Linked DNA regions of Mus musculus: region 2 is linked to region 1. The links are chromatin contacts, called in public Hi-C maps. All regions are on one chromosome and are shown on one strand. The core of a region is the stretch at or near the end of the contact, and the rest is flanking DNA. Distances in the headings are between cores, read along the strand shown. Region 1 has its middle 68 kb from the start of Gm31870. Region 2 overlaps Gm31870 (a long non-coding RNA gene).

What was found. Hi-C and Micro-C count contacts between places; a contact is called where the count stands out from the background.
Region 2: a Hi-C map of cortical neurons shows a contact between it and region 1, with 2.2 times the contacts expected there. The contact joins two enhancer-like sites. A contact is called at or near these places in 1 of 39 promoter capture datasets (hippocampal neurons), 11 of 484 Hi-C or Micro-C datasets (3T3-L1-derived adipocytes, the HPC-7 cell line, cerebellar granule neurons and 8 more) and 3 of 115 datasets of contacts at active chromatin or transcription factors (embryonic basal ganglia, embryonic stem cells and neural progenitor cells).

The regions. Positions count from the first base shown.
Region 1 is chr1:193,583,759-193,591,643 of GRCm38.p6, reverse strand. No RefSeq gene overlaps it. Among named protein-coding and RNA genes, the nearest start is that of Gm31870, 68 kb to the left of the region's middle. Within about 2 kb of position 4,528, at least 42 of the 459 cell types and tissues checked have an H3K27ac peak or open chromatin away from gene starts, as enhancers often do. A contact at or near this core is called in cortical neurons and forebrain, where this site is marked.
Region 2 is chr1:193,669,402-193,677,239 of GRCm38.p6, reverse strand. The region is part of intron 1 of Gm31870 (a long non-coding RNA gene); the gene reads right to left. Among named protein-coding and RNA genes, the nearest start is that of Gm31870, 18 kb to the right of the region's middle. Within about 2 kb of position 5,354, at least 21 of the 459 cell types and tissues checked have an H3K27ac peak or open chromatin away from gene starts, as enhancers often do. A contact at or near this core is called in cortical neurons and forebrain, where this site is marked.

The DNA.
Region 1 (7,885 bases), core at 3,279-5,778:
ATATCTGCATAGTTTGCTCTTGCCTACCACTAGGCTAATATTGCCGTTGCTTTCTTGGTTTACTTCATGTCTAATAGGTTTATTCAATACATATTTATTGTGATGAGTTCTGAACAACAGTGGCTGCATCTCCATCTTCAAGGGGCCAACATTCTGGGAATGGTGCAGTCTCTCATCAGTTTTGAGCCACTACAGCTGTTGAAAGATGGTTGAGATGAGGGTTACCCCTAACTTGCTGTCTCTCTTATATAATGTATAAGTTCCATCTCACTCAGCAAAGCATCTTGAAGACAGGAAGTGTCTCTCTCCAATATGTGCTTTCACTCTGGACTTCCTCTGTCCCCTACATGCTGTAGTGATTCTCCAACTACTGTTGGCTGTTTGTGCAATTTCCCCATCTAGCAGCAAGGGCACACACAATCATACTAGCTGTGACCATCAGCATCCTACTCTAATCCCTGTCCACAGCAGAACTTCTGAAGAACTACAGAGCCAGGGACATCTACAGGGAATCTGGGCTTGGCATTACAGTGACTGTAGCCAACTACAGTCTATAGGGGATCTGGGCTTGGCATTACACCTAAACTTTCCAGTAATCCCAGAAAGTCTGAGGGTATCCTGGGCTAGCAAACGCTAAAACTTCAGCTCAAAGGTGCAAGCTAGTAGAGATGGTACAGCCTGTCAAAAGTTAAGTGGGGTAACTTCTTGCTACCTCAGGGCTCAGGCTTGGGTTTCCTTCTGACTCCACTCATTTCTGCCTTTAATCCATTCACAACAGGTTTGATCAGAGTGAGCCTGACTGTTAAGAATAAATGTGGAAAGATCAGCATGGAACATGGGCCTCTAGCCTCTTCGCTGGCCTCCTTTCTCAGCTGTTCCCAGGTTCCCCCCCCCCCCTCCCCGAGCATTTCTTCCCACAACACAGCAGGGCCGTTCATGGCTATTTGTGCAATTACTCCATCTCTGCCCTACACCACTTCTCCCTCTAGCAAAGCCCATTCTTCCTTTCATACCCACATCAAAGAATTCTTCCTCTGAGCAGCCTTCCCTGGCTCCTCTGGAGAGCAGCTCCCTCCTCCAGGCGTCTGTGGTGCTTCCTATAATCACAGAGTCCCTGGACTTGTCCGCCTGTCATCTAGTCTCTGTTTATTCCCCTTCCTGCCCCTGAGGGCAGAGCAGAGTTCTTTTTCACCTGCCTTCCTTCAGGGAGCACAACACTGAGCCTGCATATCATATGGTTGGGAAAGCTCTAACTGAATATGGTTGGGAAAGCTCTAACTGAATGGTAAATGACTTCTCTCTCTTCCACACTCCCTCCCCATTAACTCATACCCAGTGAGGCAGGAAGATCCATCTACTCAGCTGCAGGATAGAGGAAAGGCTCTCCACAGCAACGCAAAGCCAGACACCAGGGTTACAGTGACCATGGCCCAAGATGTTACTAACAGAAATGCAATTTTCAGATTGTCTTCATGTGGCTTGTTAATGTGATAATTAGCTAACTGTGTAATGTAAAGCAGGCTGGCTATGAGCTGGCCCCTCTCAGAGGTGAAACAAATGAAAGAGTGTGCCTGCACAACCAACACACAAACATAAACAAGGTATTAAACATCCCCCTCCAGTCTTAAAAAAGCAGGAATAAGAGCTTTATCCCCAAAGCAATTGTCTTTCTTCTCCTTTCTCTTACTCTCCCCACCCGTAAGCACTTTAGAGAAAGGTGTGATGTTGCTCTCACAGATAAATAGTAACCAAACTATGATGATGCGAATGTGATCATATCTCGATGACAAAGGGGAATTAAAGGTGGATTCTTTTACTGATTCTGAGCAGTTTACTGATCCTGAGCAGCGGGCTCTCGTAACTGCTCACTGTATCAACCGGTTAGTCATTCTCCTCATTATCTTTAATGTCTTATTAGCAGGCTTCATTCATCTGGTTTTTATCTGTTTCACTGGAAGCAGTTTTAATCTCATTTCAGTGGCACTGATAAGCCTGTTAGTTTGCACAAATTGGTTTTGGTGACAATGTGTAGATAGTTATAATGTGTGGTTTCCAAACAGAAAAGAGAAATCTATTTAGGTCCAAAGAGACAGGTGGAGAGAGGGGAGCTGAGGCAGTTGAGACAGGAAAATAGAAAAGAAGAAAAAATGGAACAGGAAAAAACAGATTAATTGCTACTGCCCCCCCCCCACTTGCCACCCCTACTACCATCCCCTCACAACCATCCCTCCCACTGTCACCTCTCTCACTTCCATCTCCCTCTGTAACCTTCCTACCACCTCTTCTCTCCCCAACCCCACACCACTCCCTCACTACCCCTTACTACTGTTCCACTCTTCTCGATGTTAACAATCCCCCTCCCCCCATCTGCCACTAAATGCCAACGGTGATAGCAGAGTCCTAGCACAAGGTGGCGCGCCTGAGCCAACAGCATCTCTTATCATCCCTAGGAGAGCCCACATGCAACTGGCAGAGAATCTGTCCTCTGTGATTTGCACCCCAACCTGAGAACCCAAGTCTCAGTTTCTTAGTTTGCACTCTGAATTGGTTCCCTTCCAAAGTTCCCCTGCTCCAGGCACTGACACCGGACTGTCTCTGTGGCCAGCCCAGTTAAATGCAGATGTGTGGTCCTCTCGTGGTTAGATGGGCCTCATTGTTCTCAGTGAGGAGGTATCAAGTGCACGGGTTAACATAAATATAGCTCCTTGCTGCCCAGAGTATGAGTCCTCTTCTAGAGAATCGATAGCCACCACATAAACAGCAAGGCAGAGACTGGAAAGGCTCCAAAGCTTTCTTTCTGATTTTTCTCTGCTGCTGCTGCCAGGCAGTGAGGTTGTGTCTCAATGCAAGGGTCCCTTTCTCGGGAGCTTTTATCTTAGAACTATGTCAGAAATGATTTAAAATCAAAATTCCACATCACATGGCCTAACCCCTACTTGATTTACTCATCACAATGGGGGGCGGGGAGCATTCTCTTCAGAAGAATGTAAAGCTTCCTTGCAGGCTCAGAGTGTGTTGTTTCTGAGGCAAGCAAGCAGGAGCTGTACAGAGACCGGAGCTGCCACAGGGGTTGGGGTGGGAGGGCCCTAACAATATTCTAATGTCTCAGCTGAGGAGCATGCCACAGCTTGATTTCCAGGCTCCCGGCATTCCACAAATGTCCAGTCCCTGCCTCAGATTCATCCTCACAGCCCCAAATGTTGCTATGAAGTTGGCTGGTGGGAGTCTAAAGTAGATTTTACTCTTTTTCAGAGACCAAGAAAGCTACATCATCCTCTAAACTTAAGCAAATGTCAGCTACCATCTATTTTAGAATCTGAAACTCTTTACCAGGTATTTCAAGTAAACTAAATCGAGAAATCTCACGTTCCCTCTTTAAAACTCATTCCCCTGTCTCCAGCTTAAAAGCACACCCACCCTGTAATTACTCTGTGTCTCGGGGTGAGGTTTAAAGTCTAGCTTCTGATTGAGCCTTCTGGGAGACATGGAATCCAGCAGAGACACAGATGTCCAACACCTGCCTTAAGCATTCAGGAGAGTGGCATCCTCCTGTCTCAACCTAGTTGCCATCGGGCAGTCTGTGTCATCGGTGCCTTGGAGAGCTCCTCATGATCTAGAAATGTGTTGGTTGCTATGCAACTTCAGTGTCTCCTTCAAATGCACATGAAAGCACAGGATAACAGAAAGCTCGCCTTGGGTCCTGTGAGTCTGGCCTCCATAATTACCCATCCCCAATAGGGACATGTTGGGTTCTCACATGGTCTGACAGGAGCATGGCCTTTGTAGGGCAGGTTTGTATTTCACAAGCCAGTACCAAATATCACCACAGCAATGCCAAAATGCCAGGGAGCCTGCTATGAGGCTGTTCTGAAAGTCCTGGTAGACACTGGGGCTTATGTGTGTGTGTGTTTGTGCAGACCCTGACCCAGCCTTAAAACATGCTACCAAGTCCTCGAAACAAAGTGCAATTCTCACCAATAAGGTCCCACTAACAGTGAGTGTGTGCCCTCTACCTCTGATTCTGTGGCTTGTGGCTTTGTTAATGAGCTTGCAATCTTGGTAATTAGCCTCCTATTCTCCTTAACAGTCAGGGTATAGACCTCTGATTTATTCTCTGCCTGCCAAATCTACCACAGAATTCCCTGCTAAAATTGACACATCTGAAAGCCTGTGAAGAATTCATGCCAAAAGATCCAGGACAAAGCCACATTGCTCCAAAAGGACAGCAGGATGCCATATTTGGCTAGCGAATAAAGACCTTCTCTCTACCTATCCTTACAATGGTAGCCAGAAAGCCACACAGATAAGCATGCCTGTTTATACACAGTGTTGAAGGCAGACAATCAGATCCACTAATAACTTCATCCAAGTTATCTATGGCTGTTGGGAAACATGAGCCAGGAAAGGCAGACACGTGGCAAACAGTCTATCCACTGAAGCCCAACTCCAAGTGGGAGAACTGGAGTGTCGGTGGTACAGCTGGGACGGCTGCTGCCTCCTGCCAACCTTCTTCAAGACTACGCTGTGCAGCTGACACTTAACTTGTTTCTTCTCCCCCATCTCACTCAGTGAAATAACAACAGCTTTCCCTGAGCCGTGTGGAAAGGAAGCCCAGAAATAGAATAAACTTGTGTTGCCCAGACTTCATCAACTCACTCAGTGGCTGTCTGTGCCTCTGTCCCCACATGACCACAGTATTGCAGCAGCTCTGGTGGCATCTGCAGTGCTCCACCAAGACCGGTGTGCCACGGAAAACTGCAGATACCTGGAAGAGGCCCTAGTATTTACGGGGCGTTGATGGGCTCTCACCAGAGTTAACCACCTTCCTGCAGAGTTCCTGGCTCTGCTTGTGTCAACTGAGTCACCTGCATCCAGACACTCCATTTACTTTGTTGTGATTTTTTTCTGGGAGCCTCTCGTCCCAGCATGTGCACTCTTCATAGGGGCTAGTTTGAAAGGGGAATGTCAAATTCTTACTTCCTGGCTCACAGTTTGCTATCCTTGGCCAAGCTAGCCAAGATGCAGGGCTAGATCTTTCTCTCAGACATGTATATCTGCAGTATCACAAATTGAACACTAGAAGACCAGGTTCCAGAGAGGCCAGCAGGAAATCATCCGGGTCCCACACAGATGTAGGACAGAAGTAGGTCTCTCAGGTCTGACAGATTCCATGTATGACTGACCCCTGCAGCTGTACAAATACTACCCCTACCTGCCCCACGGTTGGTACACTAAAGAAAAATTCCTCTATTCCCACCAGATCACAACTATGGAGTCAAATTTAATGTTTGAGGAAATAGGTGTCTTAATTTCATCTGAGAACGTCATCCCTACTGCAACATCACAGTTAAAGAACCAACTTCTGTCATGTTTCAGAGAATCTTATTTTAATCAAAGGACAGTAACATTCTCAGTGGCCTCATTCACTGTCCCCCAGTAAACATTCCACAAAGCTGCCTTTCTGTTTCTTTCTTTCCTAACTCTCAATAATGCTCATGTACCCTAAGTGATTGGATTCTTCTGCCATGGTGATAGCCCAGTTTCCATCACTGTGACGAAGTGCTAGAGGAAAACAACCGAAGATTCGTATGTCTCGTGGTTTCCGAGACCTGTCCGTTCACTGCATTGTTTCCAGACACAAAGTGAGGTTGATCATCTGAGGGGCACTGGATGAAACAAAACCACTCATCCACTGTGGTTCAGACCGAGAGAGCAAGGGCAAGAGATGCAGACAGGAGGGGCTAGAAACAAGGAAGACCCTTTAAAGGTACAACACCTCTGTGACCCACTTCACCCAACTATGCCCCCCACTAATAGTCATTTAGCTATGAAGTTAGCAATGAAACTCTGAACAGATTAATTCATTGATGAGATTAGGCCCTTCCAATCTAATCATTTCTCATACAACACCAACTGAGAACCCAGGCTTACTCATAGGAGTCTGAAGGATATTTCAGATCTGAAATCGTATGTGAGGCTCTCCAGTTAGCCACCAGTGTGAGCTGGTTTTCCTCACTCAGTTCTTCCATCCTACTGCCCTGGGGATAGAGTCTCAGGTCTTTTATAGGGAATCTGTATCCTCATTTCTTCTGTTCACTCATTGCTAGAGGTCTACTCATGGAAATCTATCTGGGCCCCAGAGAAATCTAGTAGTTTGCCTATGAAAGTAGAATCCCCTGGAGATGAGGTTGGGGATTGGTTTAGCATGCTGGAGCTGTCTCTTAAGCATTAGGGAGTAGGGATGGGGAGGAGAGCATTTCTTGTTAGGTCAAGGTTGGGTTTAGAGGAGCAGAGTTCCAGGAAAGAGTGTGCCTCCATGCTGAGAAGCCTAGAAATGGATGGGCCATGCCTACCCCTCACCCTTCAGATGCAGAATCCTCCTTTTAAGGGCCAATACAAAACGGGTACAAAGTCCCTTCTTGATACTTAAAAAGGCTTCTGAAAAACCCAAGGCTTTCCAAGACAAGTCATAAATATGGAAATGGGCAGAAAATAATCTGCTATAATTAATAAGTCCCAATCTCTACCTGCAATAACTCTGTCTAGACACTGGCCTTTCAAAAGACTGCATTGTCTTCCTTCATTAGAAAGATGTTTGTATGTGTATACTTGCAAATGTGTGTGTGTGTGCATGAAAATAGAAAGAAAAAGACTAGAGAGGAATCTGAGAGAGGTCCTAATACTGATTCTATAATCAATAGCAGGGGCTTTCATGTCAGTATTGACCCCAGAATTGCAAGTCTCACATGACCAGTAGCCACCGTAATCAACCTCTAGGAGCCAGCCTGGGCAGAAGGCACTAACTCCCAAATGCAACAAAAAGGGGAGACCTCCTTTGTGGAAATTCTCTGTAAAGAAGAAAGAGATTCCAACCAAATATGAGAATAGAGCGCCTGAATATTGGGTGAGGGGGGGTATTCCTGCCCAAAGCCCTTGAAGCACCAACTGCATTGGTTCAAATCTCATCCCTGTCTCTCAGCAGCTGAGTGACCTCTAGCAATGACCTACCCTTCAGTGTCTTCCCTGTAAATGAGATTATCGGTAGCTCATGCCTTTCACTCTGGTTTGGAGAAACAAAGGAACTTACAAATATAAATCATACAGATCAATGTGTGACAAACTGAAGTTCTGGTGTGCCGATGCTGCAATGGTTTAGTAAAACCAAGTCCAGAAGTAAACGGGATGCTACAATGCCAGCCCTATTGTTTAGGAGCATTTTAAACCATGCGAAAATGCCTGTGCTTAATTGTCATATTTAAAAGTGAGAATTAAAGTGTTTGTATGCCATTCTGAACTGTGTTTCAAAATGACAACGTGGAATTAGAGCAGCAAAGGCCTAATTGGTTCTCTTTGGTGGATTATGAAAGACTTCAATCACCCTCATGTTTCTATATATGCATTTTCTGTCACAGTCTGTATTTGCTGCAAAGAAACAATGTTTATCTTAATATTTAGAACAATTCCAGTGTCTGCAGTGAATGTTTCAGTCAAAGTGTCTCCAAGAGAGGGCTGTCCATCCAATTTAGATGCAGTGCATGTCAACAAATGGTAAAGTCGGCTTCTGGGAGAAAAAGCATCCCTTTGTCAGCAGTGAATTCCTCCACCCTGCACCCACACAGGTTAAAAATACTGCTCCCTTTTCTGGGTGTTTCTCTGGAGCTACATTCTGCTGCTGTTTTGAGGGTACCTCCCTCACAAAAACAGTGGCTGCTTGAAGCATCACCTACCCGATCCCCAGCCACTCAGCATCCATTCACCCAAGTGTTTAGCTGTCATGACAAATGTGTCAATTGTCCAAAAGGACAGCCAGGCCTACATTTCTGCTTCAGTTCCATCCCACCTTAATATAAAATATGGTTGGAATACCAAGAGCTGAGCCTCTGTC
Region 2 (7,838 bases), core at 4,105-6,604, 85 kb before region 1:
ATGGTTCAATTACAGACAACAAAGACTTCAACATTTTTCTACATCATTCCTCAGCACATAAGTATCAAATTAATTTATCTTTCGATTGTACTGTGTTGGACTATTTGATTTAAAACTGTGCTATTTGAATCGCTGACTTGAGTTTTATAAATAAAAAAAAATCAGTAATTAAATTTTGTCTTTGGATTAAAACAGAATTTCCAACCTTCTGAAACAGCCCTAAACACACTTCTGGTACTTTTTGCTATGTTTTTATGAAAATTAAAGGTCTTAGCATTGAATAGTATAAAATCACATTATCAATCATCTCTGAAAACACTGGGAATGTGATATGCCTACAGTGTCAGATATTTAGACATGATTTAACCCTTTATATAAAAATAAAAAGTATATCCATCTTTAGTGTGCAAATTTAATGTTTGATAAATGATAAAATTATATGTATACCAAAGAATTATTTTAATGTAAAGTTAATTAATTTTTAAAATCAGTCAGTGTTTGATTTGTAAGCCTTTTTCATACATCTGGGATAGCATAGAAATGTCTTGGGTGAAGGAGGCTACAAGTGCAAAAGGTCTAGACCAGCTTCAGCAGGTCAGCTGGAACACTTCATCAGTGGCCCATATGGAGCGATGGCCAGTGACTTTTACAAAGCACACATGTGTGATGGTTGGAATGAGAATGCCCCCCACTCTGTAGGCTCCAGTATTGAACACTTAGTCCCCATGGGCTGGTGCTGACTGGGGAGGTATAAGGTGTGAGGCCTCGCTGGAGGAAGCATGTCACCAGAAGTAGGCTTTGGAAATATAACTGCTTGCTCTGCTTCCCGTTCACTCTTTCTGCTTTGTGCTTACAGTTCAGGATGTGAGCTCTCAGCATCCAGCTCTAGTTACTGTGGGATAGATAAGAGATGAGCAGCAGCAGCAAAGGGGAGAGGCACCAAACTCAATCACTGCAGCCTGATGAATGCAGGAGCAAAAGATTGGAGCAAGCATAAAAAGCAGGACAGAGGGGTGGCATAACTTCAGACAGACAGGCAGGCAGGCAGGCAAGCAGGCAATCAAGCAGGCAGGCAGACAGGGACACAGAATTCGAGAAGTAGCACTGTATCTGGCATGCTGAGGACAGTGAGAAGTGTATTCTTTATGGGGGTCAAAGGCACAAGCAAAAAATCCTGGGAGGATTTTAACAGAGCTATTTTATGAGAGAGGGAGGAGGGGGAAGGGGAGAGGGGGAGGAGAGAGAGAGAGAGAGAGAGAGAGAGAGAGAGAGAGAGAGAGAGAGAATGGAGAACGGAGACCCTGGAAGAGGGCAGTGGTCATGTGTTATTACATGGCCTGCCCTGAGTACACTGATGGAGAAAGGTGAGCCTTACATACCTAGGAGGGTAAGTTAAATATGGATTCAGCTTGTGTCATCAGGACCTTAGAGTCTCCGGAGCCAGGCCTCAGACAGAAGCATGGATTCTGGAACTGTCTTACTATTGAGTTGTATACATGAATAGGATTCTGTTGTGTTTTGAGAGGAGTCAGCAACATAAGACCACAGAGATGTCACAAACTCTCTCTAAACATGAGACAAATGAGAAGGATCAACACTTGGGCAGGGAGGACACTTGGCAGGCTGCACATTCAACCTTGATGTTTGAGTCTCTACCAGCATACTGTAACAAGAGCAGACACTTCCCTGAGAATGTCTGTGTCCATCAGAGACACTGTTCTCCTTCTAAGGAAGAACTTTAACACTGAGAGAGGTTACAAAGCCAACCATGGAGTCAAGATACTGCTATGTTGCCTCCTATGTGTAAAACCTTTTCCTGGCAATCTGCACGCCACCTCTCTGCATCTGTTTGAGGAAGCTGAGAACTGTCACCTCAGAAATGGCCACTGTCCCCATGGGCTGAGCTCCCCTGAGGCCTTGCATCAGAAGCTACCCAGACATTTTATTCACAGCTCCCACCTCTCAACCCAGCTCAATAGACATGACCTATAGTGCTTACTGTGTACCCAAGCCTTGGTAATGTACCCACAGGTAGTGTCACCCTTATTCCTTTCTGACCCCACACTTCCCTTCCAAGAAGGGAGAGAGAGGAGAGAGAGAGAGAGAGAGAGAGAGAGAGAGAGAGAGAGAGAGAGAGAGAGAGAGAGAGAGATTCCTCTTTTCTAGTCTAGAGTTTTTCCACTTGTGAAAAAGACGGAATAACTTATTTCACTGACATTGTTGATAACAGATTGACAGAAATCAAAGGCTGCCTAACAAAGCTAACAGACACTTAACTGATTGCTAAACACTGTGCTAAGAAACATGTCTGCATCATATGGAGCTCATAATTATCCTCATTGTGATTATTTATAATTATTACCATTAAAAATAAGGGAACTCTGAGACTTACAAAGAAGACAAAACAGGAAAGATGGAGTAGAGCCAACACAAAAGTCCACTGATCTGATGTCTGCACCTCAGTCCAGCCACAGAACCAGATACAAAGATGCAGAGCTGAGAACTCTACTATCACCCATATCTATCTATCTATCTATCTATCTATCTATCTATCTATCTATCTATCTATCTGCCTCTATCTATCTATCTATCTATCTATCTATCTATCTGCCTCTATCTATCTATCTCCCTCCCCTCCCTCTCCCTCTCTTTAGGTATATATGCACACATGTGTATGCATGTGTGTGAATATGACTGCATCTACATGTAATCAACAGGATGGTAAAGACATCGACACAAGGAGATCTGTTATAAGGAGATGACTTGTGTAACCATAGAGGCTGATGCCTGCTAGAGAGCCTAAGAGTTGATGGTCTCAATTCTAGTACGAACACCAGCAGTTTGATAACCAGTAGTTCATGTTGAATGTGAAGATAATATCCCAGATTCTGAGGTGTCAGGCAAGGAGTTCCTCTTAAACACAGGAAGGAGCTGTTTCTTAATGCTTTGTGCATACCTTCAATTGATAGCTTGAGCCCCAGATGTATGTCATCTGGCTCAGTCAGTCAAATATCAATCTCATGCTGAAGCACCCAGAACATTTTACCCAATGTGCAGGCCCCACAGCCCAGTCATGTGGCATCTCATAGAGTGTTCTAGAATTCTTCTCAAAGATGGGAGCTGTGAATGTTTATAACCTCTCCCTCTTTTGGGGTCTTGTATTACTCTACTGTTTTCTTGTTGATATGTTAAAGGCTAAACACAGCCTTGTGCATGCTAGACAAGAGCCCACCACTAAGCCACATACCCAGCCTGCTCCCTCTGAATTCATTTGTGGAACAGAAGGTAACTGCGGGAAAACAGGCAAGAGATGGCCCAGCAGAGACCATATAACGACTTTCAAAGCTGTGCCTGAGAGAGGGTTGGACAGATGCCTAGACTAGATAGTCATAAATTCTCCAACTTGAAGGCTCTATTTACCTTAGTAAAATTGTCCCCCCTCTCCCCTGCCCCCATGTCCTTTTTCTTCATCTTGCAATGAAGAAAGCTTCAGATCTCAGGGAAGGATAAGCATAGGTTTTAAACGTTTGACTTTCCAAACTAGAAGTGTAGAGACTTCACCATATGGTGCACTGCTGTGTCTAAGAACTCAGCACCCTCATCTGTCACAACTGTGGTTGTGCTACATCTCAGCTCCATCAGCTTTTGCCTCTGGGAAATCAACTCCTTAGATTCTGTGAGACTCACAAGGTGGTTGCAAACATGGGTAAAATTGTAAGCATGTGAACAGCATTTATAAAGGTGTTTCCAGGCTTCCCATAGTCCTTGTGACACCAAAAGGCGGGCACATTTCCCTTGTCAGTCACTTCCAGTTGACAGTCCAAGAGGACCTTTGTTGCCACCCAGTGGCCATTGATCACAGTACACACCTATGTCTACTTACCCAAAAGCAATTTAGTGCTGGTGAGCATAGGTTAGAGGAGACAAAGAAACTACAACCTCTCGACCTTTACTCTTGGGTGTCAGTAGCTACTCCTTAAGCTAACACTAATGGTGGCACAATGAGCAGAAGAAGTCATTTTGTTCTAAAATGGAAAATCTGTTATGTTTTTGTCTTAGGTTGCCATTGCATGTGGTACTGTGTTAGTTACATACAGTCATTTTCAGAGAAGCACATGTTGACATTGAGTATATTTTCTCTCTTTGCAGTGTCTTAAGACACTATTTTCCAGGTTAGAATGCATGCATGGCAGATGAGTAGAGTTAAGCACATGCTCTGACCAAATGTAGAGCCAGACAATGCAGCTGGGAGAAACTTCTGTGCCTCTGACTGCCTGGAGCCACACAGGCATCCACCAAACCAGGTCAGAGCGCCTTAGGCACATCGTGTTCAATGCTCGCTCTGTACACCTCAGCAGAGAGCAGGCTTCAAACTCACCTGGCCTCCTTTCCTCCCTGGCTTCAAAACTCCACAGAGACACCATTTAGGTTTTTGGGAGGGGGATGGTTAGGCAGTCTCCTTCTATTTCTCTAAATGTCAAATGAAGTCCAAGAGAAAGCAATTAACAGATGTCTGCCCAGCAGACAATGTGGGAGTTCCAGCAGAAATGAGTGAGGCATCTCTTAGCATATCACAGGGTGGCCCCGTTTACTCCCCATTACCCAGCTAAAAATAGCTATGCTGCTTCCTTAGCCCTCTATCTTCATTAGCATCTGTCCCAACAGGTTAGGTCTCCCCCTTGAAAGCCTTCTTAAACAAGTAGCAAGGGAGGAAAACTAAATTCAGACGCCGCTCCAGTGAGAGTTTCCCCAGAGAAAATGTCTCCTTGCTCCTTGAGATGAACTACCACCAAACAGTCCCAAAGTTTAACCCCAGTCGGCACCCATCGCTGAAAGGAAAACAACCAAATTCTCCTGGGGAAGAGACAGGGATTCTTTAAGTGAAAGATGGTGTGTGATTAGAAACCACAATGTTATTTGCACCATTAAATGAGCAAATCACGAAGCATCTCAAATGATTAATTTCTCACAGGGGCTGTCAGTGGGCTGTCACCAGCTGACAGTCCTGTCACAGTGTCATTTATAATGTCCAAGTCTATTCCCCATCAATGCCATTAAACAATTATACTTGGTTTAGAAAAAGAAGGGGGGAGGATGGGGAGGAGAACACACATGGACAGCCATGTGAGGTGCTGGGGCAATTAGATACTTTGCTGCTGCTGGGTGGCAATTCCAGCCAACAGTTAAATCTTACTTGATTTGTTCATTTAGGCAAATTATCAATTATTTGGAAGCAGCATCAACCTGGGTAATTTCTTTCTCTCCGCTGGCAGCAGTCATCATGGCCTGCCAGGACTGTTATCCTGGGGATGGAGAGACTTTGATAATTAGCCCGCAGCTCTGCTCTGGCTCTCAGACTCCATCTGGTGTTGTCTTCATCAGCGCTGGGCATATGGGTGATGTCATAGCTCTGTGAGCTCTTTTAATAAAGGTTGCTCTTGTAATGAATGAGTGTTCTTTTTCCTCCTTCCTTTTAAATATTTTGGTTCTTCCCTTCTACTTGAAATGTCCTTCTTACTACACTGGGCACCCACTCATGCCACAGGGTCTCCTGTCTCCTTTTATAAAATGAGGCTGTTTTGATGGACATGTTCACCAGATACCAATGTTTAAGTGGTCTTCTCTGATTACCATGTAGCACAGACAGGGATATATGGGAGTGCCAGGATCCAGGTAGCATGGGTGAGAATGCCACCCAAGCTTGTGAGGGCAGAAAAGATAGTTCAGAGATTGTCATTGCTATAGAACTGTCTTCTAGAACAGAGTGCCTGTGGCAAAGACTGGAAAGGATCAGTTTCCTTCGGTGCTGCAGCAAAGCCAGCAAGGCCCTGAGCCATTTATCAGAAAAGATTCTCCTGGAGAATGTGGTCTGAACTGTTGCCATGTAAGTAGTGTCTCCTTGGGTAGATGTGACCCTCTCCTGGCACAATCCAGAAACTAGTGCATAGCTATGCTTGGTTCATTTGTATGATTTTGACTCTTGTTGGCATCTGGGGTAGACATCTGTTGTTTTTGCCTGCCAGTATCTTTCCTAGTCTGAAAATAAGATTCCCATTTTTCTAAGGAGACTTGTTCCTTGCTCAGTCTCAGACTATATTCTTTGAGTAGGCCTGACTCCACTCCCCATACCAAGAGTGTGCATCTAGCTGAGACCCAAGCAGAAACACATCTTGTACCCTGCCATGAAAGTAAATCCAGAAAACTGTTATAATAGAACCCCTTATCCCAAGCCTTTTCTTGACATCAAAAGTTCTGAGTCGGGGAATGTTGGGGACTCTCTTGCAATCTCAAGAGACAAGACTTTGAATGAGGTCCAGACAGATAGGCACTGGGAGTTACCTACATACATTCTCTGGGGTATGTGATAGTTCATTTTGATTGACAACTTGATGGGCTGAGGCACTCCTAGGAAACCCATAGAGCACATTGCTGGGTGTCTTTGTGAAGGTGTTTCTAGAGAGAATTAACTGAGAGAAAACATCTATTCCACGTGGGTGGCACCATCCCACAGTCCGAAGGTGCAAATGGAATCAAAGAGGAAAATAAAATAAAAAGAAAGTGTTCCCCCACTCCCACCTAGCCACCATGATATTAACTACTCTGATCTAACACCCCCGCCCTGCCATATAATAAACTGAAACTCTAAGACAAAACAGATCTTCCTCCCTAAAGTTATTGTACTTGGTGTGAGTTCTCACTGAGAAACTGGGTCATTGTGTTATGCCCAGATTACAGAAACCCCAAAGACCACCGAGGAGCCGATTTGATGCACACAGGGGTCTTTTATCACAAGTTCGAGTAAGGACTCTCCCTGTCTCCAAAGCAATGGAAGCAAAATGAGAGCCTTGAGCTCTGAGGAGGTAAGGTTTTTATATGGGACACAATTTTCCACATTCTGATTGGTTAGTATTTCAAACTTATTTTTCTGGCAGGAACAGAAGGAGACTGTTACAAAGTGGTCACAAAGGTCACCCTTCATGACTGCTGAGTCACTTATAAGTAAGACCACCTGACCCCTTTAAGCAAAAAAAAAAAAAAAAAAAAAAAACAGGTTTCTCCTTATTGGCTGTTGCTATGGGAGACAGCTGTGATCTCCTGCTCAGGCCTGCTCAGGTTTGTGGTTTTTTTCCTGGGTCTAGGGACCTGTGGAGGGGACAGGAGGGGATTGGTATGTGCAGGGGGCCTACATTCCAGAACTAGGTAAACAGTTGAAATGTATGGGGGGGTAGAAATCTGTGTTCAAAATGTAGTAGTCACCTAGGTGACTCTCCCTGATGACATGGTCTAGGTGTCTGTGGAATCAGCTTATAAGAGGAATTTGGAAAGGTATGGAAATGTGTACTAGACAAGCCCTACAAGGCTGTAGTCAGACTTCACAGGCCAGTCTAGTGGGAGTTTGGATCAAAACCTGATAGAGATGCAAATACTACTGTCAAGTGTAGATGAGGACACAATGGGAACTCAGCCTGGCAGCATTCATGTATATTCTGGCAGTGCATTTATTTATATTTGCCTGTGTCCAGAGACATTGTCATAGGTGGAGTTTAAAATCAATGGGATGATTGGCCTGAGGGAGCTCATCACTCAGACTGCAGCATGGTTGTTGCTAGCTGTGTTTAGCAAGGCTGACAGCAAGAACTGGGAACAAAAGCAGAGCAGAGGCTCTAGACAACTTGTAGAAAGGGAGAGATTAAGTTGAGGCCAATGAAATTACAGCTGAGAAAGATATCAAGGATGTTCAAAAGCACTTGAGTAGCTTAGGAAAGACAACTTGAGGGCATCTCAGGAATTGCCCAGACTCCACTCATCATTGGCTCAAGGGTACAAAAACTTTACTT